2 separate regions of the Podarcis muralis genome follow, and region 2 is linked to region 1. Evidence: chromatin contacts called from public Hi-C data. All regions are on one chromosome and are shown on one strand. The core of a region is the stretch at or near the end of the contact, and the rest is flanking DNA. Distances in the headings are between cores, read along the strand shown. Region 1 holds the start of MSANTD4 (Myb/SANT DNA binding domain containing 4 with coiled-coils). Region 2 holds the start of CWF19L2 (CWF19 like cell cycle control factor 2).

What was found. A called contact is a pair of places that touch in the nucleus more often than the background predicts.
Region 2: a contact with region 1 is called in a Hi-C map of blood, with 2.4 times the contacts expected there. The contact joins the promoter of CWF19L2 here to the promoter of MSANTD4 in region 1. A contact is called at or near these places in 2 of 3 Hi-C or Micro-C datasets (blood and tail).

The regions. Positions count from the first base shown.
Region 1 is chr4:22,370,816-22,375,686 of rPodMur119.hap1.1, reverse strand. It overlaps MSANTD4 (Myb/SANT DNA binding domain containing 4 with coiled-coils), which reads left to right and starts at 1,847. Exons shown (of 3, transcript XM_077927031.1): 1 at 1,847-1,961.
Region 2 is chr4:23,083,821-23,088,691 of rPodMur119.hap1.1, reverse strand. CWF19L2 (CWF19 like cell cycle control factor 2) reads left to right here and starts at 2,755. Exons shown (of 18, transcript XM_077927041.1): 1 at 2,755-2,911. The coding sequence starts at 2,828.

The DNA of each region.
Region 1 (4,871 bases), core at 598-3,097:
CCAAATGGAGTGTGAAAGATCTACATTAAAACCCTAGGAAAGCTATAGAACCATCAAAACAAGTATGAACTTCCTATTTAACGCCCAGGACCAGTATAAGGAAACAGCCACTGCCACTCCCTCTGTTTGCTCACCCTCTATCTCTGGCCTGCACTGAGTGAAGTGATAGTGTTGATCACTTATAAAATGCTTTTCAACCCTTAGGTAAAGGTAAAGGGACCCCTGACAGTTAAGTCCAGTCGCGGACGACTCTGGGGTTGCGGCACTCATCTCGCTTTACTGGCCAAGGGAGCCGGCGTTTGTCCGCATACTAAGCCACTTCTGGCGAACCAGAGCAGTGCACGGAAACGCCGTTTACCTTCCCGCCTGGAGCGGTACCTATTTATCTACTTGCGCTTTGATGTGCCTTCAAACTGCTAGGCTGGCAGGGGCAGGGACCAAGCAATGGGAGCTCACCCCGTTGCGGGGATTCAAACTGCCAACCTTCTGATCGGTAAGCCCAAGGCTCTGTGGTTTAGACCACAGCGCCACCCGCATCCCATTTTCAATCCTTGGTATACTGTTAAAATCAGACTTTCCTGCCTCCTCCCTCTGAGGGGGTGGGTCTACCAACCCCTTGCTTCCCTTGCTTTGCACAAGGTTGCTGTCAGGGTAAGGAGGGCTGGGGCAGGATGAAATAGAGGAAGAAGGAAGGAATTGTGGCTGCTCTTTACAGAGAATTCTGCACTTGTTCATCCTCCCTCTTTCTGGTGTTTTTTTCTGGAGGATGTGACTTGCAGAACCCTGGGCCTGCTGCTACTACCTTGCCCACAGTAAGGGTGGGGGACTGCAAGATGATGTTGTCTTCCCAGCTCGTAGCCACCACATCGGAAAGCTGCCAAGTCAGACCTTTGGCCCACCTTCCTCAGCACTGTCAACAGCTCTCCAGAGTTTCAAGAAGAAAGCCCTCCAGATTCTACCTGGGATTGAACTTGGGACCTCCTGCATTGCAAGACAGATACTCTTTCCTGTCTCCTCCATGCTCCTGCCACTACCCTCCCGAATTGAGTGATCGTTTACACACGCGCAAACTGAACATCCAAACACGGCGCATGCATGCTGCAAAGGTTTGGGACTTCTCCATTGCCGAGGATCGAGGATCGTAGGAGGCAAATGCAATCAGCCAGTACGGGATGGGGTGTGCATGCTGCAATGGAAGCAGATGTGCGCAGGGAAATGCAAACACCAGCAACAACTGGTTACTTTGTAAACTACGAATGTAGTGTACACAAATATTTGCACCCAATAAGTCATCCTGAAGCTTTTTTTTATTTTTTAAATGCTGTTAATTTATAAAGTATGTTTATAATTTATAAAGCTCTTTGGAGCTGCAGAATTGGGGATCGCATCCAACCCTCCCAGCTGCGCCGCTCAGGTAGGCGGTAACGCAGCGGGCAGGGGTGCGCAACTTGCGCGCGCTCTGAGGTGATCCAATCCTGTCCAGAGCGGTATCCCAAAAATCACAAACGGGATCCACCGCCCTTTGCCCGCCCTTTTCCGTCTCGGTGAGGAGTGACACGGGCGAAGACCGACTCCTCCTCTCCGACCCTTCATAATCTGGAACCAACCTCTGCGCCCGTACCTAGGAAAGGCCCGCCGACTTCCCTCCCTCCTCCTCAACCCGCTGCCTCGCCTGCGCCCCCTCACCCGCCCTTTCTCCCTCTCCTCGGAAGGCGCCGCGAAAAGAACCGCCTCTTTTCGTCTCCTCCACCAATGACGGAAGCCATGCTCGTTGACAAGCTGCCGCCGCGACCAATAGGCGGGAGACGGGTCAGAACGCGAGAGAGAGCGAGCGAGCGAGCGGGTGGGGGCGTGGCGGGCATAGTTGCGCGAGTTGGGGAAAGGAGGCGGTTGGAACCGTTGGGGAGCGCGAGCGGGTGGCGAGCGCGCGGCGCCGTCCAATCGGAGCGCCGCGTGGATGGGTGAGTGACAGGCGGCCTCGCCGGCGGCCGCGGCAGGCGGGTGGGGGTGGGTCAAAAGGCCGGCTGTTCGGAAGGGGGAGCGGTGCGCGCAGGTGAGTCGCTCTTGCGCTGCTGAGGGAAGGAGGGAGGGAGGAAGGAAGGGGAGGAGCCGCGTCCGCCTGTGAGGGAGCGCCGGGGTAGATCCCAGTTCCCTGGCTATGGTGTGTGTGTGTGTGTGTATGTGTGGGGGGGGGGAGCTCGGCTCTTTTCCTCCGCCTTCTCCCACCCCTGCCTCGGTTCACGCGCCGCCGCTGTTTCCCTCACGGGCTTCCTTCCCCTCTTCCGCCATCGCGTGGCGTGGCCGGGGGGCGCCAGGTGCGCAGCCTCCCCGCGCCCCACCCGTTTTCCCGTGGATAATATTCGCCGACGACGACGCTTCGTAACATCTCCACACGTTCAAATTCAAAGCGGGGTGTGTGTGTGTCTTGTGTGAAGGTGAACCGCGGCGGCCCCTCATTTTCCTCGTCCACCGAAGGAGCCCCGAGAATGGGCCGCGCCGGTCCTGGTGAGGGATGCTGCCGTCGCTATTGTCGTTGTGTTTTTGCTGTTTTGTTGGATTTAAATCCCCATTCTTTCTACCAGAGCCGTTGGAGTGGCGTGCGACGTGTATAAAACACAGTGGCTGCACCAAGGACTGCCTACTCGAAAGCTAAAGCAACAGCCCCGCTGGAGAGCAAGAGTTCACTTCCTAGGGCAGCTGGGGAGGGTTGCCCTCTGATACCTTATCTGCTTCTTTCATCTTCCTGTTCCTCCCCCATATTCCTTTTTCGAATTATCCCTACATAGGTAAAGGTACCCCTGCCCGTACGGGCCAGTCTTGACAGACTCTAGGGTTGTGCGCCCATCTCACTCAAGAGGCCGGGGACCAGCGTTGTCCGGAGACACTCCGGGTCACGTGGCCAGCGTGACATCGCTGCTCTGGCGAGCCAGAGCCGCACACGGAAACGCCGTTTACCTTCCCGCTAGTAAGTGGGATATTTATCTACTTGCACCCGGGGGTGCTTTCGAACTGCTAGGTTGGCAGGCGCTGGGACCGAGCAACGGGAGCGCACCCCGCCGCGGGGATTCGAACTGCCGACCTTTAGATCGGCAAGTATCCCTACATACCTGTTTGTAAATTGCTGCAAGATGGGAAATTGCACAATAATTTCTGGGCCAAACTCTCACCCACAGTGCTTGTTTTCTCTTTACAATTAGTTTTTTTTTTTTAAGGGTGTCCTTTAAAAGTAGATTGAAACTTAGTGGTTGCATCACAAGTTTATGGAGAAAGTTGGCCATTAGGGCTATGTTGAGGTGGCGACTTCCTGATCAATGGCACCCAGAGTTAATTTTCAAAACATCCTCCTCTGGGCACCCTGTTCCAATCATACAAAGGCGCTCTGTTGCTCAACAACTTTGGCTGGCTGCTCCCCCTGAAAAAAGGTGGTCAAGTTCCAGCATCTCTTTTTTATATAGAAAAAAAGCCACTTTATAAGTGTCATGCAGTCAGCTAACATAGGAAACAGGCAGCATTGATCTCAGTGGGACTTCTTGAGTGCGGTTAGGATTGTGCTGGACATGATATGAACATAAGCTGATCAAAGCCCAGGCATTGTATGGTGAAGAAGGGTAGTTCGTACAGGATGGGTGTTGTGCTTTCTCTTCCCCTTCAGACACTTTAAATATATATAATGTACTTTCCCCATCTGTCTGATCATATTCACAACATAGGATAGTATTGCTGGTCACCTGTTATTCAGTGTTCTTCACAACAGTATCAGCTGCAGCCCTTACTGCCTCTTGTAATCATGTGGAGAGTAAATTAACTCATAGAGAAGAAAAACCTGCCTGGTTCTGTTTACAAAGAAGTCTGTGTGATGTAGTTAACACTGAAGGTGCATGGACAAGGTGCAGACCTTTGCCACAATGCACTCCTGAAATCATATGGAACCACTAGATTCTCCTGCCCAGTCAGGCATTCTCCTGCAGCTGATGACCTTCAGGGCTACATTCCTTTGGGGTAATTGGCTGAGTGGTTTATATGTGGGTGAAGGATAGAGCTGGAGCCCAAAGTAGGCAAGGTACCACACTTCTCTCTCACTGTTAGCCCCATTTACCACCTTCTTGCTAGCCACATTAAATGAGGCTAAGAGGTACAGACTGCTCATCCCTCTTCTAGATGTCTGGGGGGGGGGGGAAATAATTCAACCTCCAGTTCAATTTACGATTTGACCAGGGCAATCTGAGATGCAATCCAAAATGGATCCATGAATTACACTTTCCCTAAACCCAAGGTTAAAATCTGGGATTGCCAGACTTCATTGACATCATCAGTTTATTTTCAGGTTTCTGTGATGCATCCCTCTGTAAGTGTACAGGATAAATTATTGGTATTTGCACACTGATCAATAGACTATTGGTAGTGGGATAAAGGTAAACTGTGAAGATTATGGTTGGATCTTGCAGCATAAACAAGTTGGAAATAAAACTTGTTGATGACATTCAATATTGACAGGTGGACTATACTAGAAAAGGAACACCAGATATATTTACAGAACATTGTGTTCTATATTAGCTGTTGCTACCCAGGAGAGAGGTGCTGGAATTGCTGTGGACAGCTCCTTGGAAAGATGTAAAGCTTTTACATAATGTGTGTACAGACTTTTCAGTTTTCATTGGCTGTTGTAGATCTGGAAAAGGTACTTTTTGGTTTTGAGGAAAGGCTGTGAAGTCAGTCTTTAGTTTTGCAATTAAAGAGAGGATAGACTGAAGAACATGAATGGATAGAAAAAAGATTGAGGCAGCCAAAACTATGCACAGTATTCTAAATGCATTTGTGCAAGAGATTTGTATAACAGCATTACATTGGCAGTTTTATTTTCAGTTCCTTTC
Region 2 (4,871 bases), core at 1,506-4,005, 710 kb before region 1:
CACTCATTGTGGAAATCGCCAGTGGTTCATGCTGAGAGCACATAAAACTCTCAGCTAAATGGGAAATGGTGACTCACACTGCAAAGGTTAATGCCTCCCTGTTGGAGTTCAGTTATGGGGAGCAATGTCACCGGAGACCATTGTCTTTTATTAGCATGGCTGTTCCTCCCAGTAGGAAGGATTATAGAGCAAAGGTGAGCAAAACGTCACCCTCTTGTAAACATGAATCTATACTTAGGCAAGATTTTTAAAGCAGGCTGTTGAAATAATGCCCTCTCCCTCCCCTTTATCTTTTATTATTAAAAATGCTTTTCCTATGGTTATTAGAGAGCCTGAGGGAGGACTTGCAGGACATTTTTCCCCTTCAAAAATGACATAAGTAGGATTAACCATCTCACACTTTGACAATGCCCTTTGTATTGTTTTAGAAACGCAATAGGTGGGATAAATATTTGAGCGAGAGCAATCCTATTACAAGCCTGGGCCAGCTCCTCTTAAACCTTCATCATGTTGCTGATTATTGAGGCAACTACAGTATTTGTAATTACAAGAGGACACTGCAACAAAATATGCTTCTGTTTTGTGCTCCTACCAGCCAGCTCTGCAGCCTTTCATGTTTTTTTCTTTTCTATTCCCTGCCTCCATTTTTTTTTTGTCCTCCACTCCAACAGTTAGCTGGCATTCCATGATACTGAGCATGCTCAGTCCTCATTGGGCTATTTGGGGGCTACCCGCTCCCTTTAGGATTTCCTCCATGTTGGAAATAAAGCATTATCCTGGAAAAAAGTGACAAGTGGGGTGCTACAGGGTTCTGTCCTGGGCCCATTGTTGTTCAAAATCTTTATAAATGACTTGGATGAAGGAATTGAGGGGATGGTCATCAAATCTGCAGATGACACTGTTATACTGTGTCCCGTTCTGGGCACCACAATTTATGAAGGATGTTGACAAGCTGGAATGTATCTAAGCCTTATGAGGAACAGCTGAGTATGTTAAGCCTGGAAAAGAAGAGACTGAGGGGAGATATGATAGCCATCTTCAAATATCTGAAGGGCAGTCACAAGGAAGATGGAATAAGCTTGTTTTCTCCTGCTCTGGAGGGTAGGACTCAAACCAATGGCTTCAAGTTACAAGGAAGGAGATTCTGACTAAACATCAGGAAGAACTTTCTGGTAATAAGAGCTGTTCCTCGTTGGACTGGTCTCCCTCGGGAGGTTGTGGACTCTCCTTCATTGGATGCTTTTAAGCAGAGGTTGAGCAGCCATCTGTCATGTATGATCTATTTGAGATTCCTAGCATTGCAAGATGTTAGACTAGATGGCTCTTGAGGTCCCTTCCAACTCTACAATTCAATGATTCCATGATCAATGCTTGCAATAAGTTACCTGAATCAGTGGAGGGTGACAGAAAGACAACCTGGCCAACTTAGAACCACACCTCTAAGGAACAACTTGGATTTGAAAGTAAAGTATGTGTGGCTGCGATGGAATGGTATATAATTAGCCCTGTTACATTATCTGGGTCTCAGATGCCTAATCCAACTTCTGTGCCCACCCCCTTGTGATTAGGTGTCTAAGAGGAAATCGTTTTTAAAATATGCAGTGGGAAGCAACTTCAACGTGTAATGTTACGTGTCTAAGGGTGTTTGAAGAGAAGACAAGCATCACAAGAAAATGTCAAGGGGGAAATCTAGCTTAAATATCTTGAAAGTTAACCTTTAAGGACACACACTGTAGAAACTGCTACCCTTTCAGGGCGTACTCAAGGGCACAGTACCGACACCTCTTTTGTTGTTGTTAAAAAGTTTGGCACTTACTGCAACAACTTCATGGTGAGTACTGGCATCTATTTTTCTAGAAAATCTTTCAAATTATTTAAGCTAGATTCCACCCCCACCCCCCGCCGACATTTTCTTGTGAAGCTTGTCTTCTCTTCAAACATCCTTATGTTAATAACAGCCCTGCAAGTTAGGTGAAGAGGGAGTAACAGGTCCAGTATCCCCTAGTGAGCTTCATGGTTGAAGTGGGGTTTTGAATCTACATCGCCTCAGTCTTGGTCCAACATTGGGTGGGATGTTTTCAATGCATTTCACCTCTCCTTGGCTTTATTGTACAGTGGTACCTCGGGTTAAGTACTTAATTCGTTCAGGAGGTCCGTTCTTAACCTGAAACTGTTCTTAACCTGAAGCACCACTTTCGCTAATGAGGCCTCCTGCTACCGCTGCGCCCCCGGAACACGATTTCTGTTCTCATCCTGAAGCAAAGTTCTTAACCTGAAGCACTATTTCTGGATTAGTGGAGTCTGTAACCTGAAGCGTATGTAACCCGAGGTACCACTGTATTTATGTGAGGTTGGTTTTTTTTGGTTGCAAGTCGCTTTGGGTTTTGCCTTGTGCAAGAAAAAAAAGCGACTAACAAATGTAACAAATAGTAATGAATAAATAATGCCGCTGAGATGATCTCCCTCTCTTTCTTTTTAAAGAGAAAGGAAAACAGTAACTCCCTAATGAAGCCTTGGGCTGTTTCCTTCATTTGACCAAGGCTGGTGGCGCCTCTGCATCCAGCTGCAGGACGTCATCAGTTCGAACGCTGCCCTCCAGGCAACCAGGAAAAGGGGCTCCATGGCAACGCCTAGGAACATTGAGCACGCGCGAGGAGCAGGAGGAGGAGACCATTGACGTAACCTTTCGCTCCTCCCTCCGTCCCTCGCAGTTTTTTTTACGTCGCTTCTTTACATGCTTGCGCACGCGTACTAGCGCGGAGTGCAGGACCCGGAAAGAGGGGCCGGTTTGCTTTACGGCGGCGCTCGGCGTTTTCCCTTAACAAGCATGGCGTCCGGGTTTGAAAGCGAGAGGACTCTGGCGGCGCGCAAGGAAGAGAGGCGCCGCCACCGCGAGGCGCTGCTACAGCAGGTGACGGACCGGCTCGGCTTGTCAGCCCGTTGCTGGGCCCTGTGCTCACCCCACTTCCGAAGGAACCCTCCTTCTCCTCCTCCTTTCTCTCTTCCCTCCGCGCCCATTCAAGCGTCGAGGGGACGTTTTTCACCCCTTTTTTGTCTTCATTGTGTAAATAACATGAGGTTCTCGCTCCCCCACCCCCCTTCAGCCCTTGTTTTGAATCGCCCCCCCTCCCCCAGGTAATAGGGCCATTTCCCTATTTCGGAACAGCAGCTCTCTGCAACGGCAGGACATGTTTAAATTCCTCTGTGATTGCAGGAAGTATCCCCGAGAACTCTGGGAAATGTAGTTCTCGGAGTGGGGCTAAGGACCCCTGCGTGGTAGTTCTGAGCACCCTTCCCAAACCGCAGGAGTCCTTGGGTGAGGAGGTGGGAGAGGAGCAATTGCAGTTAAAACTAGTGACAAGCCAATGCGGGTTTATCTTTTTTTGGGGCTGCCCTCTTACATTTAGGACATCTTCATGAGGACGTTTGTCTCCATCTATGAATCCTTAGGTCTTATATTTTTTTAAGTTGAATTCAGGAAGTACCCTTCATCCGAAGATCACAGGGCCGGGATATACGTTTATCACCTGCGCATTTATCGGCTGAACTTCTGTGGTTTCTGTGTATGCATTTCCACCTACAGTCATACCTCAGGTTGAAGTAGCTTCGGGATAAGTATTTTCGGGTTGCGCGCTGCGGCGACCCGGAAGTAATGGAGCGTGTTACTTCAGGGTTTCGCCGCTCGCGCATGCGCAGACGGTCAAAATGACGTCACGCGCATGCGTGGAAGCAGCAAATCACGACCTGCGGACGCAAGTTGCGTTTGCTTCTGCATGCGAACGGGGCTCCGGAACGTACCACTGTACTAGGGGTTAACCGGTCCTAAGTGTTGCTTTGTACATCACATAGCTTTCCTACACAAAAGTTACTTGTGTGAAAGAAATTGTTTGTAAACCCCCCCTTCATAATTTTGTCCAGTGTGGTGATTGCACGTGCACCAAATAGATGAATTGTGTGTTAAGGATTGTTAGGAAAGGGATTAAAAACAAAGCCACCGATGTCATAATGCCACCATGCACATCTATGTTGTGACTGAACTTGAAGTGCTGTGTACAGTACTAGTTTCCACACCTTAAAAAGGAAGCTGGAGGGCTGGAAAATGTTTAGAAAAGCACAAGTAATATGAGGATAGCTTTGGTTGATTGTCGGTTGGTTCTGTGGGGTTTATCCTTTGGGGGAGATATTCAGTAGAGATTGATCTTGTCATACATTCTGTTTCACATCTATATGAAGCTGTTGGGAGGCGAATCTGGGGGTGATGACATCCAACTTCGTTATAATTATTTATATTTATTACTTGCTTTACTCATAAAAGTGACTCAAAATGACTTACAGCACGGTATTACTGCTAGAACCATTTAAAAGAAGCAAGCCAATGAAAAGGCTTTAAAAAAATCTATTCCAATAAAAGAGAGGTCTTATGGAACCTGCCCCATTAAAAGAGGTCACAAGTTCTTGAAACCCTTCAAATAAGGGTGAAAAGCCCAGGTAAAAAGAAAAAGTTTTGCCAGGTGCTTAAAAATTAATCAAAATGGTGCTAGGTGATCCTCCCTGGGTGGAGCATTCCCCATAAGTGGGGAGCTACCACTGAAAAGGACCATTCTTGTGTTTCCAGCTTCTGACCTCTTGTTGATGGGGACCATGGTGATGGGTCTCAGATGATAGTTGCAGATGACCTTTGTGGGGCACAAGCCTGGGCTGCCCATATGACAAGTCCCCACCCTTTCGGCCTTGGTGATGTGGTGCAAAGGAAAGCAGAGCAATACATTTGGCTCTAGCTTGACTGCAGGAATTGTTGGAAGGAGGCATACAAGGCGCCATCCAACCATCTTAGGGACTCCACTCTGGAATTGTGTAGGGTTTACTTCTTA